Regions from separate parts of the Sus scrofa genome. Here region 1 is linked to region 2. A link is a contact called in public HiChIP or PLAC-seq data. All regions are on one chromosome and are shown on one strand. The core of a region is the stretch at or near the end of the contact, and the rest is flanking DNA. Distances in the headings are between cores, read along the strand shown.

Region 1 (4,968 bases), core at 177-2,676, 310 kb before region 2:
ATAAAGACAGTAATTTAACTCCTTTAGCTAGAATATCAGTAAAAATGTGCCCCAAATCGTTCCCTGCTCCAAGCTATAAGACATTTCCAATTATGAATGTGTGAATATTGTTACTAAAATTGAGACCTGACTGCGGAAACATTTACAGATTGGGAATTCCGATAGACAAAGGCCACTGGCCCCAGATTTCCACACATATTAATAAAAAGAGAACTATGCTATTTAAAAAGAGAACTATGCATCTGATCCCGTCCCCAAATATTAAGAGTCCAGTCCACTGGGGTCATTCATGCAATAAAAATTTATTATGCGCCTACTGTTTGCCAAGCATTGCACAGGCAGTGAACAAAACTGACCCTAAAATCCCTTCCCTCTAATAACAGAAATGTCAACCGTAAGGTAAGGCACCTGGAGCACAAGTCCTGGCTGCCCGCACCCCACAAGGGTTAATCATACTGACACCTCACCCAAACCCAAGGGGCCCCCTAGACTTGCGGCGCCAACACAGAGCCGCGGTCGCTGGGTCCTTTAATGACGGGGCCAGGACCCCTTGGGAAGGGTGGGGAAGTCCACGGACCTGACCCTCCAGGTCAGCCCAGCGCAGAGGAGGCGATCGGAACACAGCCGCCAGCGCCACGTGCACACCCCGGTGCGCGCCCCCGCAGTCCTCCGCCCGAGCCGCGCAGGCGCCGCCGCAGCCCAACTCACGCAAGCCCCGCGCGCCGCTCGCCGCTTCAGACTCGTGGCCCGGAGCCCCACCCGCCCCGGTCCCACCGGCCGTCGCCTCTTACCGGCGCGCTGACCTCGGCGCCCCGGCCTCTCGGTTCCCGGCGGCCGCCTCGCGGAGCGCCTCCTCCTCGGCCTCCGCGGCCGCCCCGGAAGCCCCGGCCGCGACCCCGCCGGCCGCCTCCATCCCCGCCGCCGCCGCCTCTCGCCACCGCCGCTGCAGTGGCCGCCCGCTCGCGGTCGCGATCCCCGCCGGGCCGGCCGCGGCCGGGTCGCCGACCCCGGCCTCCCCGATTTCCTCGGTCCGCCTGCATCTGGCCGCCGCCGGCGGTGCTGAGCACGCAGGAGTCGGGCAGCCGCGGAGACGCCCTTGCCCCCACCGGAAACGGGCCGCACGGAGGAGCCGCGAGCGACGGGCCCCGGGTGGCAGCGAGCGCGGGGTGCGGGGCCGGGGCTGGAAGCCGGCCGCGGCGGGGGCGGGGCGGGCCCCCGGTCCTGTCAGGTGGAGCCGGAACCGGGGCTGGGAAGAGCCAGGGGTTCAGAGAAAAGATCCGACCAGTGGGACCTGAAAAGGCGGGGGCAAGGAAGGTCTGGGGGAGGGACCGTAGTAAGTAAAAGACGGGTTATAAAACAGTTTGTGTAATATGAACTCGATTTTTTATTAAAAGAATAGATAGTTATGGCGTAGCTGCATAAGAAGCGGTCTTAAAAAGTATATAGCAAAATGTCGCTAGTGGTTAACTGTACGGTGAGACTTCCAGTGAGTTAATTCTTCCTCTTTTTCTGTTTAGTCTCCTTATCTTCAAGAATGAATATGTGTCATCATTAAAGTTATACTGAAGTCAGGGTTAGGTAGAAGGTATGGAGGAAAGGCGGGGGGGGGGCAGTCTGAGGTGAGAAGTATGGGATGCAAGCAGCTGGGAGTAGAGAGAACAGTGCAGCCTGTCCTCAAGAGAACTGTAGAAATGACTGCTTTAGCGCACACTTATTGAGCACATGAGCATTTAATTCTCCTGTCAGGCCTATGAGGCAAGTACTGCTGTTGTTCTTGTTTTGCTGATAATAGCCCTGGAGAGGTTAAACCACTTGCCTAATGTGACACAGCTGGGTAGTGATGGAACTGCCATTCTAACTCTGGCAGGCTGACAGCAGTCTATTCATGTATGTGTCTGTCACTTACTTAGTAGAAATGTTTGAGCCTCACCCATGTTCGGTTTTTTTGGCTACGCCCTCAACATGCAGAAGTTCCAGAGCCAGGGATCAAACCGGAGCCACAGCAGTGAGAATGCTGAATCCTTAACCACTAGGTCACCAGAGAATTCCAAGACTCACCTGTGTTTTAAGTTTTAATAGTTTGTTCCTTTTTATTGCTAAGCAGTAAGTAGTCCATCATATGGATCTAGTGTTTTAGCCAAGGGGGAAAAGGACAGTTGGTTATATGGATATGTGGGAGCCATTGTTAACTACTATGTATTACAGAAACCACATAAACACAATACAAAGAAGGGCTAAGAGATCAAATCAGTGTTGCAAATCAAGTGTTTTCTTGCCAGTCCTTTCTGTCCTGTCTTACATCCATATATAGTTAACATTATTCATTGCTTCTAATTGTCCATTCTGTGTTAGGCTGAGTGCTTGATCTTGAAGTTTTTTTTTTAGGGCTGCACCCATGGCATATGGAGGTTCCCAGGCTAGGGGTCGAATCGGAGCTACCACTGCTGGCCTATGCCACAACCACAGCCATGCCAGATCCGAGCCCCGTCTGTGACCTACACCACAGCTCATGGCAACACCAGAACCCTAACCCAGTAAACAAGGTCGGGGTTCGAACCCGCAACCTCATGGTTCCTAGTCAGATTCGTTTCTGCTGCGCCTCAATGGGAACTCCTTGAAGATTTTTTAAAAAAAGTAAAAAGGCTCTGTCCTTGCTCTCAAATAGCTCACTTCCTACAAGGAAGGAAACTGTAAACAGGTGATTAAACTAGTGTGCTGAGGGCAATGAGAGGTCCAAGGTGAAGGCCCAAAGGAAGAAAAGTTAGCTGCCTAAATGAATAGCCTCGGGCTTCATGAGAAACAGACCCCAAGGCCTGATGTTGAGCAGGAGTTTGCTAGGTTCATAGGTGAGAGTAGGGAACCAGTGAAGGATTGTAAACTGGAGAGAAACAATCTTAACACAGCATGGTTCTAAGTATCTCCCATGCAGCACTGTCTTAAAACCTCACAGCAGCCCTATTTGGTAGTACTAGTGTGGTCCCTATTTCAATGATGAGGGTATAAAAGAAGTAACTTCAAAAAATCACACAGCTAGTAAACAAACCCAGGACAGTCTGGCCTCAGACTCTGTGCAGCTAACCGCTCTGCTCAAAACCATTCTGTAGAGGAGAATCAGAATTCTAGGCAACCATTAGGAAACTACTGGAAGAATCCAAGTCACAAATAATTAGGGCCTAAATTAAGACCCAAAAGAAAGATAATAGGACAGATAGGAGAGAATTGATAGACTTCATTGTCCACTTGTCAGGGTGAGAAGCAGGGGTGATTTCCCATGTGTTTTGCTTCAATGACCAGGTTATTAATGATACCACTAGCCAAGAGGAAATACAGGGTTGGGGAGGATGTGTGTGAGGATAATAGTATTTTTTAAACATTTCATATTTTCCTGTTATTTAATAGTTAACATTTTTGTCAACAGACACTATTCTCATACAGTACATCAATTTTCCTTTTCCCTCTTTTCCAGCCTTTCCCTTTTATTTCTCCACATCCTATTGCCCCCCCCCCCTTTTTCCCCTTGTCTGGTGAAATTAAGACCATCAGAGGTACTCAGGATTAAGTTATTCATCCTCATGCTAAACTCTCAAATTCATAATCCCACCCCTAAAGAAACACTAAACAGGAAGATGGGAATAGTAACAAAAGTTTCATCCTTTCCTCTGCACCCCTACAAAGGAACTAAAAGGAGAAGCCACTGGACAGCCTGGGCCCTCATCCCCTGTGTGGCTAGGAACTATACCGATTTGGTACATTATCTCTTCCTAATCCTACATGCAGTGACATGAAGTTGGTTGCTTGAAAAAGTGGGACTTTTTATACCACAGCCATTGGCAATTTTCTGCAAATCAGGACTTTGTTGGAAGTGGGGGCAAAAACAGGTTGTTAAATATTTATCAGCATAGCACAGATTCGGGCTCTCACCAAGACAGCACAAATCAGGGCTTCTTAACTTTGGCACATGTAGGGCTGGACCAGTTTCTGTAGTGGTAGTGGCTTGTTCTGTGCATTGCAGAATTTCACAGCATCCCCAGCCTCTACTTGCTAAGTGGACCCTTCCCTCGCAAGATGTGACAACCAGACACTTGTCCCAAGAGGCAAAATCACCCTGGATGAGAGCCACCAGCACAAATTGATTTAACTATATAACTATCCCCCAAGAAGCTTCCAAAATTATGAAGTTGAAAAGATAAGTGAGTTTCAGATTAAGCCAACTTTGTTAGGACACAGACTTGTTTGTGCAGAGTAAGAGCTAATATTTGTTTAACATTTACTTTTTGCCTGTGCAATCACAAACTAAGTTTTTTTTTTTTTTTTTACTGCCTCACCCAAGGCTTATGGAAGTCCCCAGGCCAGGAATCAAACCTGCACCTCTACAGCAACCCAAGCTGCTGCAGTCGGATTCTCCAGCATACTAACTTAGTTAACCTTCATTAATATTCCTATGAAGTAAATGCTGTTATTTCTATTTTACAGATAAGAAAACTGAGTCACAATGGGGTTCAGTAATTTGCTCAAGCTAATGAGTGACAAAACAGATTCACACCCAGTCTGGTTTCAGAATCTGTGTTCTCAAGTCTATGCTGCAGATGCCATCAGGGAGTCCAGGGACCACATTACCTGCCCCCCCCCATCTATTAATTCAAGGGCTTTTTTCAATTCAACCAGGAGTGTTTAGGATACAGAGACTGGAGGTCCCCTGCTAACACTTCCTAATTGGAGGACTGGCAGAAATCCTTTTAACTAGGATGTTGAGTATGCTTTCCTCATTTGATTCTGATCCAATGGGAACAGTGTCTGTCATTAAGGATGAAAATGGCACACAAATACCTATTGCATTGCAAAAAACCAGAGACCTTTTGGTTTTATAAATAATGAAGGGAAGGAGGATTTTCTGCTATTGCTTGTACGTGATGGTCCTGATTTTAAATATATGCCATTGCATGAATAAAAAATTCAATGTTCCCTTAG
Region 2 (5,132 bases), core at 2,606-5,105:
CTAGAGGCCACCACTCTCACCTTCTTTTCCCAAAGCTGGGTCAGCAGATGCCCATCCTCCCATCCCGCCTGTGGGAGTCATACCTCCACATCCACGATGCTGCAGGGCTGAGAGGCTGTGAGCCAGAGGACTTTGAGTCTAAAAAAGAGACCTCGGATGCTCATCAACATCTAACTGTAGGCCCCTCCCAACCCAAGACAGGAGTGGCAAGTTCTGTATACCGCCCCCCACATAAAAATAAACTACTAGCCATACAGTCAGCTGGATGAATACGCAGCTGGGAGACAGAGGGCCAGAAAGGTGACAGGATAAGAGAGAAAGCCATGCAGGGCTATGCCACAGCAAGAAGTGCAGGCGAGGGGTTTGAGTAACTGGGGAGAAGGCAAAAGGCAAGCCTGGTGGCGATGGCGAACTGTGGGAAAAAAATCACTTAGATAAGCAAGTAAGTCAAAAGGCACTACAATCACAGCAAACATGATTTGGTAGGATAGCTAAAAGCAATTCTAGATTGTATCAGGAGACAGAACAAAACAGAGGGAAACAGCCATCCCCCTCTCTAGATTTCTCCGTCCCAGGATGAAGAGTGGCCGTTCACCTTGTCTAGAAGTTGGAAGATGGGCCACGAGTTCTGATGGACCCTGCTCCCCACCCTCTCCCTAGGAACACCACTACTCACACTCCAGGGCCCCTCCATGCCCAGCTGGTGGTGTCCTACAGGAGAAGCAGAGGTGGGGGCAGAAAGACATGACTTTTCTTCCCTGGAACTATGAGCAGAGGCCCTGGCCCTGACTCAGCCCCACCCCAACATGCACATCCCATGGTGCCACAAGCAGCTTTCACTGATTCCCATTCCGGGTGGGCTCATGCCCCTCCACCCTCTCCCAGCCCTAAGACTTACCAGACTGTTGGGGTAGCGGATGAGGACAGGCTGCACAGGTACGCCTGCAATGAAGGCTCCTAAATCCCATTTCCACCCCCACCCCCGAGACAGAGGTTAGTACATGGAAGTAGCTAAAAAGCATGAAGTACAAGGGTCTGGAACAGCTCTGCAATGACATTTGGCATGGTTCCATTTCATTTAGAATTTTCTGACTCCCGGTGTTTTTTCAGCGCCAGGTAGGAGGTTTCCTGTCTTCCTTCCTCCCTCACCCCTCCACTCCTTGGGTTACTCCAGAGTCTCTCTCCAAATCTGGGGCTTTTTCCTACCGTTCTACCATCTATCACTGTTTTACTTACCTGGTTTGAATTTAAGCAGAGCCTTCTTGTTGGAACAGGTGCCCTCAGGAAAGAATAATACCTGGGGAGAAAACCAAGGGACCAGACAGAATGATGTGGGTGGAAGGGGAGGAGAGAAAAGAGAAGTCTCTTTGGGAGCACATAAAAGGTGAGGTGATCTGAAGACCCTTTTACCCACCTGCGGCCACTTGCCTCCTGAGGTAGCCCGCCTACGGACCTCCTCCACCACTCTGCGCCGGGAAGCTGGGTCATGCCTGGATACTAGGATGGCTTGGTTGAAGCGAAGAAGGGCTGGGGGTCCAGAGAGGGTACAAGGCGACACTTGGTCTCTACCCAGACGCAGGAACACCCGCAGCCTCCCCTTCCTCAACAGTAGGAGATGCTCCTCAGTGGGGGACCCTCCTTTTTTTGGTGTGTTGTCCTTTTAGGGAACTAACCAGAGCTCCCTGCTCCCTTCTAATTCGCACAGAGGTCAAAGTCTAAGAGGCTGTTTCATAAACGGTGTTAATTTGCATTTCATTCCCCAGCATCAGTTGCCGTCCTTTCTAACTTCTCCCTCCCCGCTCTCTCCAGAATATCCGATTCCTGTGTGTTTTTGCCCAGAGTTGTTCACCCCTCTTAATCTCTCACCTCCAATGACAGGAACGGAAAGGTTCTCAGCTCGAGACACAACTTTGGGCAGGTCACAGGGCAGCAGAACAATGGGGTCAAAGAAAGTAGAGTGGGGGGCGGCAACTAGGACAGGGGCTTGAAGGCGAGTGGCCCGCTGGCCCCGAACTCGGATCCGGAGGAAACCCAGCAGGAAAAAGAGCAGACGGCTGAGGCCCAGCACCCCATTGTGGCATACGGTCCTGCAGGGCAAGGCTCGGCATCAATGCAAGCAGAGATCCCGCCCCTCTCTCACACACCCAGGAAAGCAGGTGCCCTTCTTTTGCCCTCTATTACTCTGGCAAAGGGCTGATGTCTCTGGTTACTCTGGGACCATTCTGGGTGGGAGTTTCAGAACCCTCCCTCCTCTTCTTCTCAAAGAGGGAGCAGAATGGACAGCAGGGAAGAGGAGTGAAAATCTGGGTCTCTGGGGCCCCTCACTTACTTCCTCCATCCTGTAATCGGCTCCTGAAGTTGTTCCTCAGTAAGGCCAGCTACTTGCAGCCAGGCAAAGGGCCAGAGGAGAAAGAGGACGATAAAGGCCAGAAGCACTCGGATGGGGGCCAGCAGTGCCCCCAGAAGGCAGAACTGCAGAGGGTGGGAGAGAAGGCCACTTCAGGGCTCTGAGATGTTTCCTCCAGTCTTCCCCTCTCCCACAAGGATGGACCCAGAGCAAAGGACCATCACCCCTGGAGATCAGACGGCAAGTCGTGTGGAACAGGAGATGGGATTGGAACCCAAGGTGGGATGAAGATACCAATAGGATCAGAGGCCTCATTTTTCTGTCTTTCAGTCTGTCCCCACCACACCTATACAACTGAGGCTGTTAAGAGGCTTTAATGTTAACCAGTGTTAAAATGCCCAGCCCTGTGCTCTATGTAGAACAGGCTAGAGACAGTTCTTTTTCATCACATCCCCTTCTATAAATAGCTCCTATGTCTAACAAAAATCAGGGGCACCATTCTTTCCACTCTGGGCCCGAGGTGGGGTGCAGGGGAGTGGAACACTCAGAGAGGTCCACTTTTCAGACCCTCGACCGTCTCTGGTTCTGCCCAGCAGGAGCAGCATCCCTCAGTACTGAAGGATGGGAGAGAGAAGAGGAGCTCGGCCCTACTCCACGGGGTAGGGGTTGCCAGGAGCCAGCGTGACTCCAAGGGCTGCCCCGGGGAGAGGGCAGGTAAACAAACCTAGCCCCAGGAGCCGGCGACAGCGGAGGCGAGGCGGAGGCAAAAGAAACCTTGGACACTCCCTTCTCACACCACTCCACTCCCCAGCTTCCCCAGGCTGGTCCGGCCCTCCACTTCCTGTAGCCAACCCCCTTCACAACCTCCTTCCAACCCCCACCAGGAGGTGCTGCAGTGCGGGGGGTGGGGGTGGTGCGGGGAGGGGGGGGCGGCGGGGTGAAGAGGGGTTGTTGGAAGGGCACAGGGGGTGCAGGCTCCGGGCCCAGAAACCTCCTCCAAGTCACAACCACGCAGAAGCTCTCAGCAGGCCCCTGCCCCCACCCGCGGCTATCCGTAGCCTCCAACTCCATCCTAGCCCATCGGCCTCCGCAGGATGTAATCCGCAGTCTTCAGTGTCCTCCATCTACCCTACCTCTGGGTCCCCGGCAGTCCACCATCCTCACCTAGTCAATTCTCACACACCTCCGAGCTTGCCGATCACCTAAGCCCGTGTTCTCTCCAGGACTCCTCGCCCACCGCCCCGCCGCCCCCACGTGCGCACCCCCGGACTCCCGCCCCGCTAGCCTATCCACCCACCTCCTTTCCGGATTCCCATCCCCATCATTGCCAGAGCTCCAAAAGGCCTTTTCTATTCCCAAGAGTCTTCCCGACGCCCCCCGCCCACACCTTACCTTAACCCTCTGGAGGCGGGAGAGATGTAACTCATGCACGAAGGGGTTGGGGGGCGCTGGGGGTCCGGGGGTGGGGTCAAGGGGGGCCCAGTCCCCCGGACTTCCCTGGCTCATAGCGGCGGGAGAAGGTGGGAGAGAGGGCTCCCTGACCCCGGCCCCGGGCCCCTCTCTGCAGAGCAGAAGCTGCAGCAGCAGCGGCAGCGGCGGCGGCGCTCTGGCCCCGGCCCCGCCTGGTGCGGGGCGGCGAGGGGCGGGGAGCAGGCGGCGCGGCCCGGCCCGCGTTGTCAGGGAGCTGGTCGAGGGGCGGGGTTTCCAGAGCCCCGGCGGCCCTGCTCCTCTGCGCCAGCCGCCTCGCCCGCAGCCCCCCGGGCCATTGTTACGAGGAGGCTGGGTGATGGAGCGCCGCGCCCGCCTACGGGGTGCCCCCGGGCCTGGCCCTGTGACGTTCCTCTAGGAAGATCTGGCTGCTTCCTTCGCGCAGGCCTCCGGCTCGGACCGGGTTTAGGGCCGCGAGGTGGGCGAGGAGATTAGAACGCCCTCCGACCCCGCCCGGGCGTCGAGGTCAACCAGCAAAGCGCAGATCGGGGTGGGGCCCTCGGGTGGAACAGAATGCGAGGGCGGGTGCGTTGCGCGCGGAGACCGGCAGCTCCCGGGCGAGGCGGGGCCCCGCTGTCCCCGCGGGCTCGCGGACCGAAGCCACCTCTAGTAGGCCGACCACCTTTCCTTCCTGGTCGGGTCGACGCCATCGCGCGTGGACTTGAGGCGCTCGCGCCCTCTGGCGGCTACATAGGGCCTCAGCTCCTGACATCCTCGTCCTACCTGTGCCGGGAAGCCCCGCCTGGGCTGATGGAGAACTCTTCCAACCCGCTAGGTGCCAGTAACCATCAAGACTGGGGTCGTATACTTACCAGGGCCCAAGAAGGCCTGGCTAGCGAACCTAGAGAGCTAGGACAACCCCGAACGCAGCCGTCTTTTTCCTCCTAGTCTCTTTACTCAGTTTCTTTCCTTCTTTCCTTTTTGTGAGAGGACAAAGTAATACCCTTCACACCCAAACTCCAAGCTGTCCCAGAAAACTCATGAATTGGTCAGCCCCTTCATCAGGGGATGGTGAGATCAGGGAATGGGGTAGACTTTGAGATTCATAGCCAGTAACACAATCAGATAATGCTCATGAGGAAAAGGAGATAGAAGCCTCATTGCTTGTGGAAAGTAGTGGCTTTCAGTTCACCCTGTTTATTTCTCTCTTCTGTATCCGTCAATCAGCATTTCCTGAAGGTCTTGGGAACAGTGGACGATCAGTGGGCTCCTGGGTCATCCAGTACCATTAATCTTTTATTGGATGGGGGACCTGGGAAAAGTTAAGTTAGAAGAAACGTTGAGACAGATTTTGGGG

What was found. HiChIP or PLAC-seq counts read pairs in DNA pulled down with a chosen protein or histone mark.
Region 1: an H3K27ac HiChIP or PLAC-seq map of alveolar macrophages shows a contact between it and region 2. The contact joins the promoter of AVEN here to the promoter of LPCAT4 in region 2. A contact is called at or near these places in 2 of 47 Hi-C or Micro-C datasets (heart right ventricle and skeletal muscle) and 1 of 2 datasets of contacts at active chromatin or transcription factors (alveolar macrophages).

Annotation. Positions count from the first base shown.
Region 1 is chr7:80,443,795-80,448,762 of Sscrofa11.1, reverse strand. It overlaps AVEN (cell death regulator Aven), which reads right to left and starts at 1,426. Exons shown (of 7, transcript XM_021099909.1): 1 at 792-1,426. The coding sequence starts at 1,040.
Region 2 is chr7:80,140,031-80,145,162 of Sscrofa11.1, reverse strand. It overlaps LPCAT4 (lysophosphatidylcholine acyltransferase 4), which reads right to left and starts at 3,855. Exons shown (of 14, transcript NM_001145867.1): 1 at 3,740-3,855; 2 at 2,330-2,472; 3 at 1,867-2,087; 4 at 1,415-1,527; 5 at 1,237-1,297; 6 at 899-957; 7 at 677-711; 8 at 84-138. The coding sequence starts at 3,853.